Linked DNA regions of Mus musculus: region 1 is linked to region 2. The links are chromatin contacts, called in public Hi-C maps. All regions are on one chromosome and are shown on one strand. The core of a region is the stretch at or near the end of the contact, and the rest is flanking DNA. Distances in the headings are between cores, read along the strand shown.

The links. Hi-C and Micro-C count contacts between places; a contact is called where the count stands out from the background.
Region 1: a contact with region 2 is called in a Hi-C map of cerebral cortex, with 2.7 times the contacts expected there. The contact joins the enhancer-like site here to the promoter of Ptprd in region 2. A contact is called at or near these places in 2 of 39 promoter capture datasets (embryonic stem cells and hippocampal neurons) and 2 of 484 Hi-C or Micro-C datasets (cerebral cortex and cortical neurons).

The regions. Positions count from the first base shown.
Region 1 is chr4:80,199,630-80,206,654 of GRCm38.p6, reverse strand. No RefSeq gene overlaps it. Among named protein-coding and RNA genes, the nearest start is that of Gm32658, 430 kb to the left of the region's middle. Within about 2 kb of position 2,449, at least 16 of the 459 cell types and tissues checked have an H3K27ac peak or open chromatin away from gene starts, as enhancers often do. A contact at or near this core is called in cerebral cortex and cortical neurons, where this site is marked.
Region 2 is chr4:78,209,312-78,216,652 of GRCm38.p6, reverse strand. Ptprd (protein tyrosine phosphatase, receptor type, D) reads left to right here and starts at 4,911. Exons shown (of 40, transcript NM_011211.4): 1 at 4,911-5,063. It overlaps B230208B08Rik (a long non-coding RNA gene), which reads right to left and starts at 5,926. Exons shown (of 3, transcript XR_003955358.1): 1 at 5,738-5,926; 2 at 4,453-5,060; 3 at 1-2,633.

The DNA.
Region 1 (7,025 bases), core at 1,200-3,699, 2.0 Mb before region 2:
AATTTTTGTGTACTCAGTAGATATGTTCAGTCTATAACCTGATGTTCACTGTCACCACAACCATGGAATTTCGTGCAACTGGTTCCTTCTAGATTCCAGTATGATGGACATCTAATGTACAATATCCACACTCATAGGTCACTTTGAAATTTGAGTTTCAAGTCTTTTGATACTGCCATAATGTGTGAAATATATCTCATATCATTTTTTGAATTCATTATTTAACCAGGGGCTGAGACGCAGTTTGAACTTATTCTCATTTCAACACTGTAATTCACGAGTAGTGTCACTCACCGTGGGCTGCGCTTTGTCTCTGCATCTTGTTCTGTGCTTTACCTCATATGTGTGAGCAGTGCAGGGAGTGAGGAAGCTATGCATATGCCTGCGCCCCGCAGTGAAGCAGACTGTCAGAGCATCCCTGGTGCAAAGGAGAGAAGAAAGAAGAGGTGTTGACAGAGGAATGCTAGCACTGAGAACATAAAATAGTAACTTCTGTTCATGGAAGGGAAAGACTCCCATTTTCCTCATCATTTTTTGACCTATTTCTTATATTTTGCCAAAGTCAGATGGATCGCCATAGTCTTTCTTATTTCTGTTTTTGCCAACTATTCCAGTTTATTAAGATTACAGTTGAAGTTCGTATGTAAATGCACCACATTTTTTTCCTATTTTATTTTTGAGTGTCTATTTGTTTCCTCAGTTCTATGCAGTTCAAGAATGTATGTTTAAATTGAGCATCTTCAAAAATGCCATCTGGTTAAAGTATGATTAGAATATTATTCATCATATTTAATTTTTATTAATAAATGATACTGCCACTCAATTTTGTTTCTGTGGTTTTGTATATAGACTTATAACAAAACACTAGAATCATAACAGGACTTTACTATCTGTCAGCACTCTAACCCAAACTTTTCTGCCTCAATATTCAAGACTAAATCAACTTGTATCAAGAAATATTCATCCTGAGAGCAGAGGATTTTCTAGGAAAATTTCATTGGAGTAGTCACAGAAAAGAATATTTAGATTCCAATCCTCATTCCACCCTTTTCTTTTTATTAATATGATGCCTAATGACTATTCCCTGAACAAGACTTATTGTGAATGATACTGACTAACAGAACATTGTCTTCCTGGATTTTGAGGACATGGGATGACATCAGCGCCCATGTAGTGTAAGGAAGATAAGCTCAGTGTGGTGTGGTGAAGACAACTCAAATCCCAATCTGTGATAGCATAACCGAGCATAGGTGATTCTAGCTTCAACCTAGATGGCAACTAATGCCTTCAGCAGTGGAAGAAGACAAATGGAATACCAAATGGCATACTGGCTCAGGAATTCTTTTAAGAAATAAAAAGACAGCTGGGCATGGTGATGCACACCTTTAATCCCAGCACTTGGGAGGCAGAAGCAGGCAAATTTCTGAGTTTGAGGCCAGCCTGGTCTACAAAGTGAGTTCCAGGACAGCCCGGGCTATACAGAGAAACCCTGTCTTGAAAAACAAAACAAAGCAAAGCAAACCAAAAAAAACAAAAACAAAAAAACAAAAAACAAAAACAAGCAAACAAAAAGAAATAAAAATACAATTAAATTGTTAAGTTCAATTTCCTTGTAAGAAACTATAGCGTAGTTTTACATATACATACCAAAATTTATCAATTCAGACAATGTGAATGGACGACTGTGCACATGTGTTTCCATAAAATGTTCAAAGAGGTTTTAAAACTTTTAATAGAGAAATGATAAATATTTGATGAAATTGACAGCTCAAAGGACTCTACACTATCATGTCTTAAAATACATTTTACTCATATATATATATGCTAATGTATGTTAAGATAATTTAAATTATTATAACATTTTCAGAGTTTGGAATGCTTTATTGTTGAAGATTTCCCTATATACTACTATAGAGTGGTTTTTACAGCAGTTACATCATAGAAGTGTGTTCCTCCAATATGGGAGAAAAGAGTAGAAGTAGAGAACCCTGACGCTTCCGCATAATGCCTTCATGAGGTTTGGCTCATGAACACTAACATTCTTCACAGAAATGCGCTAATGATTTCCTGGAGTTTCTGTTGCTTTCAAGCTTTCCTAAGCAGAACAGTAAAAATAGATACGTCTCAGACTAATTTTTTTTTTAATAGAAACCCATCTGCTCTTCTTTCTTAGGAAAGGACGGTTGGTAGGAAATTACACATAGAAAAAAAAATCCCTGCCAAAAGATCTCATGACATTACCTTTCAGGAAATGTATAAAAGGATTTCAAAAACAAGAATGGACTACTATCTTTCTTCAATGACACACTGCTTTCTCTTACAGTTACCATATCAAGGACGATATTTTAGAGGCTGAATTCTGACTCTTTGCAATAACATCACATAACATTTTAAGGCTGGCCTGACATCCTGCAGCTATTTTCCTTTTTCTCCAGTAGAGATGTGAAGGCAGTGGCAGCATCGCGCCCTCTTATTGGCTGCCTTTGAGCATGGGCTACAGCAGTTTCCTACAGAGCTTGACAAAGGAGAAAGGTTGGCAATGAGCAGAGCCTCTGGCATGTGAAAAACAGAAAGAAACATATATGGTTCAGAAATAGCAACGGCTCGCCTGCCAAACCAGCCCTGTGGTGTTCATGCTTCTGCATTACCGGCCTGCCTGCCTCTGAACTCAAAGCAGAGGGGAAATCAGTGGAGCTCTTTCCGTTTTTCAGCAGATTTAAGCTCTTTCCTCTGAATGCCTGTTAATAGAAAAACCATGACCTTCATATCTTTGCAAAAAAAAAAAATGATGCTTCATAGATTTTCTCATTTAATAGAGTCTTCTATGCCCTTGCATATCAAAACAATTTTTAAAAACTTTAAGAAACAGGAAATTAGACTGAAATGTAAGTGTTGATTTTTATATTCTTGGAATGATGAGCATGAAAAATATTGAGCAATACAAATGAATTTTAAGGTACATACTTTATGCTATATGCTTACTTTAAGAATAGTAATATAGTACTGTGTAGCATATATTATTTTTACACTAATGAGGACACTGTTGAATTAAACTATTGAAGGATATACAGACCAACTATTATAAATGGTGAATTTAGGCTCTTCATGAAAACCTACTTTATTATTAAATACAGTCCTTATATATTGTTTCAAAAAATAATTATAGCCAGGCAGTGGTGCTACTTGCCTTTAATCTTAACACTCTGGAGGCAGAGGGAGCTAGGTGGCTGAGTTTAAAGCTAGCCTGATCTGTAGAACGAGTTCTAGGACAACCAGGGATACACAGAAAAACCTTATCTCAACCTTCCCCTACAAAAAAAAGCACATTTATATTTATTTTATGTTTTCATTACCCACTATCTCTTTGGTGTGTGTGTTTGTGTGTGTCTGTGTGTCTGTGTCTATGTCTGGGTGTGTGTATTTCGATATGCATGAGTGTGATGGTCAGGGAACAACTTAGACGAGTTGGTTCTCTCTGTCTACCATGTGTACTCTGGCAATAGAACTCAGGCCATGAACCTTACTGTCAAGTTTTTCTTCCTGATGAGCCATCACTCTGTTCTTCTACTATATACTTTGCTGTCTAAAACTTACTGCAGTAAGCAGTATGAATCATTTAATGCCTATGTATTATTACATACCAGTGTCAATACAAAGACAATTTACCTTCCATGAGATGAGTCTGAACAATACCTCTATAATAAGAGACATTTTAAAGAATATCCAAGTCTACATTTTCAACAGAAATCTTCAGAAATGGTAAGTTACACTGGTCTTCAGGGAATATGGCAGATAGTGAGCCACTTTTAATATGTGTCCTGGCACAAAACCCTTGGCAGGAGTATTGCAATATTTTACCCATCACATTTTGCTTTCTCTTTATCATTCCCAGAATCCTTCACATTAAAAAGGAACAATTAAGGAAATCAAACAGAGCAAGATTAGAAGATGGTGACAAATAAACAGATAAAAAAAATCTAAAGGCACCAAATTTAGAAATACATATCCGGGTCCCTAAGTAAAAGCCTGTTTTCATCTGAAGGCAAAGACAATAAAGACCAAGCAATTGTGACATCAGAATTAGCAGGACAGGACTGCTTGCAAAGGAAACAGAAGGGAGGGAACCTTGGAAAGAACTTTCACACTTTTGCTTCTTGTTTTCCTAGCAACAGAGTGAATGCAGCTTCAACTGCCAAACCTTGCTTCATTTGAGTGAAAGCCCAGCTCTAAGAAAATTGCTTTTAGGTTCCACTAATTGCTTGGCAGTGCAGGCACACACAAATAGATCAAGTCTTTTGTGCTCCTGGAATGCGTCTAATTGTATGCATATGATGGATCTCCTTCATTTTCTGCTTCTAGATACACAGGTATCACAGTCAAACTATGATAATTATTTTTGGTATTCTTTGCCACTTGTTTGTTTTGGTTTCTCTCGCCCAGTGTCCTGCTATGTGGTTTTAAGTCATACCTACCTAGTCTCTTTTATTGCCAGCAGAATGGTCTGAGAAGCCCTCCTGTGATGCTAATGACCTTTAGTGGCCATAGTGTTGACTGTTTTTTTACTTCTGGATTCCTAAAAATGTCCCTTGCTTGTTAAGTATTATTTTGGCCTTCACATGAAAATAGGCTTTTACTTAGGGACCTGAATATGTAGTTCTAAATTTGATGCCATTAGATTTTGTATCTGTTTTTTTTTTTTTTCACCATACTATAATCTGCTCTATTTGATTTCCTTAACTGTACCTTTTTAATGTGGAGGATTCTGAGAATAATAAATAGAAAGCAAAAGAGCTATTTCCATATGTGACATTAAATATGTGAACTCAGAAGCACATGTCTTGTGAAAATGGTGTATCAGATATGCTATAAGGGCTCCTAAAAGTCAGCCAAATGCTGCCATTTTGTTTAACGACTTTCATATTAAGTTATATGACTGGATTTATTCCATCTCTAAGTTTCTTATTTCCTCTTCACTTATACATTCATTCCTTTATTCTTGCTTTTATTCTGCACTAAAATTTAAGCATTCCTTTTATTTTCCTATTTAATTTTCACTGCTTATTTTATTTATATTCCAACCTAAACTGTCTTCTCTCAGTATAATTATTTTCTTCAGAAAAATAGTGATGATCCTTAAATTTATTGTTGCATTATTATTCCTGAGGATATGTGAACAGACATCTTTTTCATAACAGTTAGCAACCTGTTAACAGACCAAGGAAATACTTCCATTCAAGTCCATTTTGTAAAGATATGAAGGGCATTACTGGCTGAAAATCAGGTTCATCCTCCAAAGGTATTTCCACAGCATTTGTCATGACTCACAAAGATAAAACCACTGCCATCCCCGCAATCAATATTCAATGCCCTCCAAACTCACACATGCCCACAATGTCTGGATAAGGGGCAAGTGAGAATGGATGAGAGGAATTGAAAAGAAGTATCTCCTCTTCTGTTATGTAATGACAATGCTTTCATTACTATGCTCATAGTTCTAGCAATTGGTGTGCAGTTTTGTTTAATTCATTGCTATGATTTTAGGGCAAAATTCTTCTGTAGGTTAGCATAACACTGTTCCACGTTGACCATTGTTATGCTATGCCTAGAGAAAATAGCAATGCCCTCATTGTCCATACACATGGATACATATGTATACACACACACACACACACACACACACACACATATATATATATATATATATATATATATATATATATATATATATATAATTTGAATAGAAGCCCAGGCTCCACCATTATGAAAATGTCTCATCTAGGACTCTAGGACAGTTATTTCTAGTCACCAATTTACAATTTGGTGCCTAAAAATACTTATATCTAAACTTTATAGACATAAAAACCATATTTCTTTTCAAATATTAGGTTCTTTTGTGTTCTACATAATAGAAACATGTGATGTGCTATATATATATATGAAGTAACCTACGTTTTTATGTTGTAGACACATACTCACATCCATATCATCTCTTTTCCAACCATTTTCCACTAACTTCAATTCAATCATGCTAACAGTAGGGTTACATTGAAGCACTGGGTACAATTTAAATGATGGGAGTTAGTACTAAGATTTTAAGATGTAAGTGGTCCTACTGTCATATCATTTGCCAGGTGATGAATAATATCCATAAAAAGAAAGAAAAGAAACAAATAGTGTAGTATATTCTAATCATAGTTAGAAAGGACACATGTGGGTGACAACCAAAATATGGACACTATGACCAAAAGCCAGCGAGAGTCATTTCTTCCACTTTTAATTCTGAAGTTCTAAATCATAGCCTCTTGACTGAAATTAACAGTCTATGCAGTGTACTTGAACTTTAACAAAATAGATCATGAGTGTTCCTTTGACAAGGAGGTAATTGTCTAGAGAGATGGCTCACTAGAGGTGCTTCTGTATGGACAACCTGGATTTGATCCCTGAAACCCTTAATGTGGTAAAAAATTACTTCAAGAGTACTCACATGTTCATATGTACATAATAGCATGTATATTCCTGCACATACACACAAAGAGGTACATACTCCCTTTCACACATATATAGTGAAAATACAAAGACTTATAATTCTGTGAAGTGCTAGATATAATAATAACTTCATTTATGGTTGTAATGTCATAATACATACTAATTTTACAATATCTATTATAAGCTTACATGTATAGACTACTTATTTCTCAAGTAAAGATGAGAAAAATTAAGGATAAATCATTTCAAAGACAAAAGAAAACTCAATGTATTATTTATTTTACTTTGTAATGGTAAATGAGAATTTCTTTAATCAAGTTACATCAATAAATAGGTAAAGAAAATGGAGAAGCTATATATACAGGAATCTATTAGGAGGAAAACTTATGGTCAGAAAGAACATCGCTAGTTCCGGCAGAAATTTATACTTAGAGTATCTACAAAATATTAAAATGGTTCATCTATTTAGAATAGGAAGAGTGAGAAGAAAATTAATAAGAGATGAAACCATGGATGAATCAAAGAACCATGTGTAGTTG
Region 2 (7,341 bases), core at 3,662-6,161:
AATTGCCTCTCTAGTTCTAAGAGACACAGGGAACATATGTTGCTACTGAGGCCTTGACAAAGTGATTGTTCACAGACAGTGGTAAGTGTGTGTGCTATTCTCTTCTAGAAATTCCTTGCATACAAACTCTGAAACAATGTCTTCCTGGCCCTCTAGGCATCTCTTCATTCACTCTAGCTGACAATTATATTACCTTTGCTACAGTTTCAAGTGCCTTCTGCTATTGTTACTGTTACTTTCAGGTGAACTAAAGTTAATTCTTTGAGACTTTGGTACATAGTATCTGATCTATGTGTTAAACTTTACAAAACTTAGGAAAAGTATTTATTGTGTTTTACTACTTTGTATTTAAAAATACAAGTGTGATATTCCAAGTATCATAAAGAAAAAGAAGTCCCAGTTAGAACTAAGTCTAAACGAAATTTAGGTGAATATTTTTCCAGAAAGGCTGCTGGGTTAAAATTATGGATAATGGATTCCAAGGGCCATAATTCCAAGCCATCAGCCATAGCGAACAACAGAAGGAACACTTAATAATGGAAATGCACATATGGCAGTGGCTATGAATGATGAGTGTAAGGAAAGACTGTATTTCTAAACAAATATAGCCAGTGCTAGAAAAAAGCTATACACGGATGTCCTTGGTCGCACTAAATAACAGAGTTCAGGAGGACACTGTCAAACTGGGAGGTGCTACTAGTTTGTAAGTTCACACTCAGGAGTCAGAGTTTCTTCTGGATCTGGAGCTGAGAATGTAAAGAGAAGCATAAAGTCTATTCAGCACAGCAAATGAGAAAGTAAACACATGTCAAAAATTGATCTCTGAGTGTCGTAGATTAGGGGCATATTAGAACTAGACATGCTATCAATGGTATAACAGCAGGTACACCTTGAAAATATAACAATTATAAATATAGCCCCATTTATTAAGACTTTTCCACTGGGATGATTGTATAGGTGCTTCATTTTTTCCTTGTGTGGAAAAGAAGTACTCTGCAATTTTCTTGATGATAATCCACGTATTAAAAAGTCAGTGGAATTTGATGCATTTGGTAAATCAGAATTTTTATTTCAATGACAAAATAAAGTCTGGAGAATTGGACAGTTTTCTTTGTCCCATATATAATAAGAAAGAAGACTCATTTCCTGATCTATTCTTAACATATTGTTTATATTTGCAATCTAGTTCAATTAACATAGCATTAGAAGGAGAGCCATAGTTGACGAAATATTGAGTATACTTTTTCTTAGGTTGAAGCAATAACACAGAGGTCACTCTGTAAGTAAATACTAATGGTTCCCATAGACCTGAGGATGCTGAAACCAAAGAGTCTACCAAGCCTTATATACCTGAATCTTTACCCATACATACATATAAGTTTAACTTGTAGCTTAGAAATTAGGAGCAGTAGGCAATTAGAAACAATAATCAATAATCAAACAATTATAAAATATACTTTTAGAAAAGTTATTTCAACATGGTTCCTCTCTTGAAATGGTCCTGACAAATACAGACATTTTTAGACTGTGGCTACCTTCGGGTAAATAAACCACAGAAGAAGTCAGTGGATGACTGTAGTGGGTGAGCTGGAGAGGCATCAGGTCTCCTCTGCAAACACACACTTCCTCTCAACAGGCTTTCTGCTCTTCCTAGCTTTATAACTACCCTGCTATTTGCTTTCTTCCCCAGTCTACTAAATTCTACAATACGAAGTGCTGTATAATTAAGAAGTTTCCTCATGATGCTATTAAAATATTTAAAGAACATATTAAAACAGGAAATCATTGCTGTAGATTTGCTACTGAAGCCTTGCTAAGCCTAATTTAAAAACTGAAGCTGGAACGTGGTATTTACTCCAAAATCTAAAATCCAAATGTAAATTTAGAGATTTCTTCCTCTTAAAGCAGACTAGTCAAACCAATTATAAGCTTAAATACAACAAAGTGAAATTAATATTTAGTAAATGAAGAAACATTGTCAGATAAAGATAATCTTTGTATGGGCTTACATTCCAGGCCCTGCTCTTTCTCCTCTTCTCATTGTCTGTTTTGTTGATTTCAATTTCACCTCATGTTTTTTGTTTTTGTTTTTTGTTTTTTTTTTAAACACATGGTTAATTGACAGTCAATTTAAACATTTTTAAAGAAAATATCCACCAATTGCTTAATAAAGACATATAAATCTGCTTTTTCAATGAAATTATAAATCCTAGTAAATATTCCAGATTTAACAGATAGGTAGATGAACACATTTAACTCCCAAGACTTGGTACAGTCAACTTAAGAACCATAATCCATTTTCAGTCCCATGTTCACAACAATAATCATTAACAAAATCATTACATAGAGCTATTCACAGTGAATATATATATGGTGCTTTCAGTGGAAAGAGGCAGAACAGTGCTTCACTTCAACACCCACTCTCTTCCTTTACTTGCAATGTCCTGTGTACTTCCAGAGGGCACCAAAGGATAGTTGTAACAATGAGCGTAAATCAAGCCAGGGAACATTGTCTCTGGAAGGTGCCAGTGTTTGTCTGAGGCAGTGAGCAGCTTCAAGTAGCTGAGCAACCCAAACAGCAGTAAAAAGATGTAAGATATCGACACGCTCAGCTGCATCTTGTTAAAAGCTTCCTGCGGGTTGGCAGAATGAAATCTTTATTTAAAATACACAAACTATTGTCAGGGGATAGGTGGAAGGAGAACACAGTAGAAGGGCCAAATGCTTCGCTTAACCCAATAGAAGCGGCTGAACAAAGGGGAAAGTGGCCACACTGTCAGCAGCAGGAGTGGAGAAGGTGGCTAACATCATAGCAACATCCATCTGTTCTTCCCATGGTTTCAAGACGCATTATATCTTTTATTATTAATTATGTTTCCAAGGGGAGGATAAAGATATGATTATGGATAGCAGAGAGGAAATCATTTCGGCTGCCACTTGGCATTGAGTAGAATAGCATATGTAATGACCTAGTGATGACAGGAAACGGAGCTGTATCCTTGAGTCCCAGCATCCCTCTTTACCAGTCAGCACCAACTCCCTGTTGGTAGTCAGAGGCTGCCTTACAAAGTTCATGTAAAACCATTATAGAACATTAACTGGAAGGGACTGAGACAGGACTGAGTAGGGTCCATTTGTACAAAGGAGATACTGGGAGGAGGAAAGAAGGGAAGCAGAGGGAGTCTAGGAAAAGGAAAGGAGGAAAAGGAAAGGGAGGAGGGGAGAAGAGGGAGAGAGTAAAAGAGGAAGGGAGGAAGAAGGAAAGGTAGGGTGGAAGGGAAGGAGGGAGAGAAAGACGCAGGAAGAGTAACAGAGATAGAAGGATAGAGAGACAAAGAGAGACACAGAGACAGAGAGAAACACAGAGACAGAGACAGAGACTGAGTCACCATCTTGGACAGACAACACATAAGAAAAGCAAGTGCTCTGTATAATTGCATAAAGAAGTCACGTGCATTCTCTTACACCATGTGTCACTTGTTTTACATACTGACATTTCCAAAAGCCATTTTAAGACACAATGAAGGTACCTGTGAAACTTTTTGGATTTGTGAGCACAGTGGCTTTAGGGAGGCTGAGCAGGGAGCCCGACAGAGGATGGGTCACTCATGAAGAGCCAAAGAAACTAAGCAAGAATGAAATCAGGCACGAAAGAAAGAAAAGAACGCTGTGGGAGCATGTCACTTATTTTGATGAAGCTTTATGCCTCTTTGGGCAGAAGTGGCTCACAGCTGTTTAGTTCGTTCCACAATGTTCACAACACCTTTAGCCAGAGTACACCTGCAATGTTCTAGGTTGCTTATTGTTACCAAAGTGATAATTATTTTGGTTTCTTTTCATTTTAAGCACCAACCGTGGGATGTGCTTGCTTTCTGTCTAGCAGGGAACAGCATTTGTTGCCAATAGCTTTGTTCTGATCAAACATAATGTAAACCTAAGAAAGCCTTTACTCTATCTGGCCCACCCTGTCCTTGAGGATTTTCCCTGTCTACTGTTCTTGGGAATAAGGGTTAAGTTCCTCTCTCAGGAGCCCCAAGTCTGAAGTGCATCTGGGGGTGGGTGGAGGCACAAACCATTTGCGTTGGGATATCAAGGTGGTGGTGAAGGACCCTCTTCATCATATACCTGTGGGCGTCGTCTCCGGAGTACCAAAGCTGCATCCCAGAAACTCTTCCACAGGTTTTCTTCAAGATAACCAGCACGATGGCGGAGCCCCTTCTTCCCCTTAAAAGCCCCACCAAACTGGCCAGCTCCCGGACTGCAAACTACATCCTATATCAGAAGCACATCCCTGAGACAAGTGCTTCCTTCTCTCTTTCTCTCTCTCTCTCCATCCTCTGACTGTACTGCTCTGGTCCCTACATTTCAGACCCCAACTCTTCACCCCTTACCGCCAGCTTCCCTCCAAGAAACCTGGAGCAGGGCAGCAGGGACACCTGCAGAAGTGCGCACCTGGCCAGGCGCTGTCCAGCGCCCGGTAGCCGGAAGGTGCTCTCCACGCTGAGCTGGAGGCAAGGCCTGGCTGCCTGGGCTCGGGTCTCTGTCGCCACGGCAGCCAGCCGCCCCCCGCCGGTCCTGCCCGCCGCGGCCGCGCCGCCGCAGCCATCAAGTGGCTCGTTAAGGAAATGCAGGTGAGCGCGGGCGGCGCGCGGGGCCGTGTGCGAGCGCCTGTGCGCGAGCGCGAGCGAGCCAGCCAGCGGAGTGCGAGCCCCAGCATCCCGGGCGCTCCCTCCCGCAGCAGCCGCCCGTCCCGCCCCGCCCCGCCCCGCCCCGCCCGCGCGCACCGCCGCACCTGCGGGCACTCGCCCCGGCGTCTGCGGGACCCGCGGGCTCCGAGCGCGCCGCCACCCTCCCGCGCCGCCCTCGCACACGCAGATACCACTTTTAAAGAAGCCGAAGCGCTGCAGCCCACCGACGCCGAGCGAGCGCTGCCGGCTGAGGCCGTTGCTCTCCCTGTCTGCAGTTGAGCCCGGACCCTGGGACAGAAAGACAGTTCTCGGTTGGACTGGAAGAAAGGGAAGGAAGACTCCTCTGTTCCCGAGGAGAGCGGAGCGGCTGCCCTAGTAAGTAAAACTGCTCTCTGGTCTTGCTCTCCAAAGTGAGGCGTCTACCTAATGCTTCCTCCCGGTTCCTTTTACCAGGGAAGAACTTGCCTTATATAACTTGAGTAATTCCTACCTGAGAAGTGCTTCGCTAAACATTTTTGTGTGGGTTTCTTTGTGGAAGATCACTTAGGAGTGTCTCTCTGCATGTGCAGCATTCCCAGGAGTCTGATTGTTAAAGGCTCATTGTTCGAGGGCTGCTAGAAGACCTGGCTTGTGAACATGTTGGTTGGTTCTAAGATTGAAGCACTATTACCTAGGAAATCTTGAGGATTACCAGCCCATTGCCTCCTCCTTCCTGTAACCTTCAACCCTGGTCCACCCCCAAGTTCCATCCTTTGCTGACTTCAGTGGGTTGCTTGTTTTATCTTTAGTTGTAAGGAGCCCGAGCGAAATTAATTGGGTCAAGGGAAAGTTAAGAAAGATGGTTTGCAAGACTAGAATACAATCCTATTCGGATGACTTCATGTCTGTGAGGCGTTTCTGTGTGGAGGAAGTCCTGGCACAAGCCTAGGTGGAGAATCTGATGAAGTTAATTTGGAGTGGAACTGTGAAGAATGCAGTGTGAGAGCAGGCTGAGGCTGGGACTCTGACACAGCCGGTTATGAACTGTGACAGGCTCATCAGCTGCTGACAGGTTTAAGGTATCTCTGAAGGCTGAATATCGCTGCATCAAAAACTTTTGCAGGTAGCATTTCTCTTGGACTAGCATTCCCTGTCAGAGGCTGCAGCTTTTCTGTGCACGCAAGTAGGACACCCGTCCTCCCTCCCATCAAAGGGTTAATGGTACCATAAAAGAATAGGAGACATGTGTAGCCTGACATTCGCCAATATTTTGTAATATCTAAATAAAACCTTTATGTTATGTCAGGAAAAATATAGTTGAGTCAGTTTGTTTTGCACAAGAGGAAAGAGAATCAATAACGTTTCAGCATTTCCCCCTCTTTATCACTGCCAAATGGGTTCTGAATCTAATTCTTCTTGCATTGTTACATATACTGTAGGTACAGTAGGACTTGCAGGTTAGAAACAACTGAACCGATTTAAATGCAAAGTTCTTCGACATAATGGCCCTAATACAGACTGGAGTCAAATAGTGATAAGAAAAAAAGTCAATGTGATTTATCTTTAACACTCATTTTTTTTCTGCTAATATAATACATACTTTTCCAACAAAACCCTTGCAAATTTAGAAAATTAGACTGAGAATTACAACTAATTAGCAGGTCAAATTTCATTATAAGAATCACTTATCAATTAATGCTTATGAGAATTCTCATAATTAATTGAGACTTTTGTAGTCAAAAATCTTGTCACCTCTCAACTCAAATAGTTAAGTAAAAATTTCGTTGGACATCGATTTCAAAAAGTATGAAAAAAGCCAGAATGGTTGAAAATGGAAAAGCATTTAGAACTGTGCCATCTTGTTTGGGTGGTTCTGATTGTCTTGGGACATAAGTTTTAGAGTGATTGGACAGGACAGTGTACCCGATGATGATTCTGGTTACACAAAGTTGTAATGGAAGGGAATCACTTCAGAAAGATGTGTCATTGTCTCCTGAACATCACTTTATTTCTCACCCCTTGCTCTCCATTGCCATTCCTGTGATTGAATTTAAATAATTTAAACTGAGATCATTGGTTGATCAAATCTGGATTATATATATATATATGTTCTCTATAATTTGTGACCTCAAATCTCTAAGATGATGCATGACATTTGAAAAAAAATACATAAAGGGATAATTGTCCATAAGCTGTAGTACTTAAGAATGAACCAAACATTCAATTACATATATTTTAGTACGTATCTATTCCCACAGAATGCACAGGAGACCTGTTCGTTTCTGAAAGCAGAGACTTATCAGTTACATTGACAATGAACTGACACACATTCTGGCTCTGTTATCATTGTGTCAGTGTTAGGAAGGGCATCCTGAATTAAAGCTGTTTCTAGTCATGCCTACAGAGATACCTGGTAATTGTTTCTGTAACCATAGGGAGGGGAACCTTAGCCAGAATGATAAAATTGTTAGCTTTTTGACACCAGCTTTTTATGTCATACAGGAGTTGCAACTTTAAAGTTGAAAGAATAAAGTTGCTAGTGTCAGCAGTAATGTGTTTTATTATGCAATTGTTCTTGTTATTCAGATCGGATAATGGTCTGATGAAATACATAAGCAGTCTGCAGGGAATGAATGATTAATTCCTCTAACGTGTGCTTACCAAAGGAGTTTTT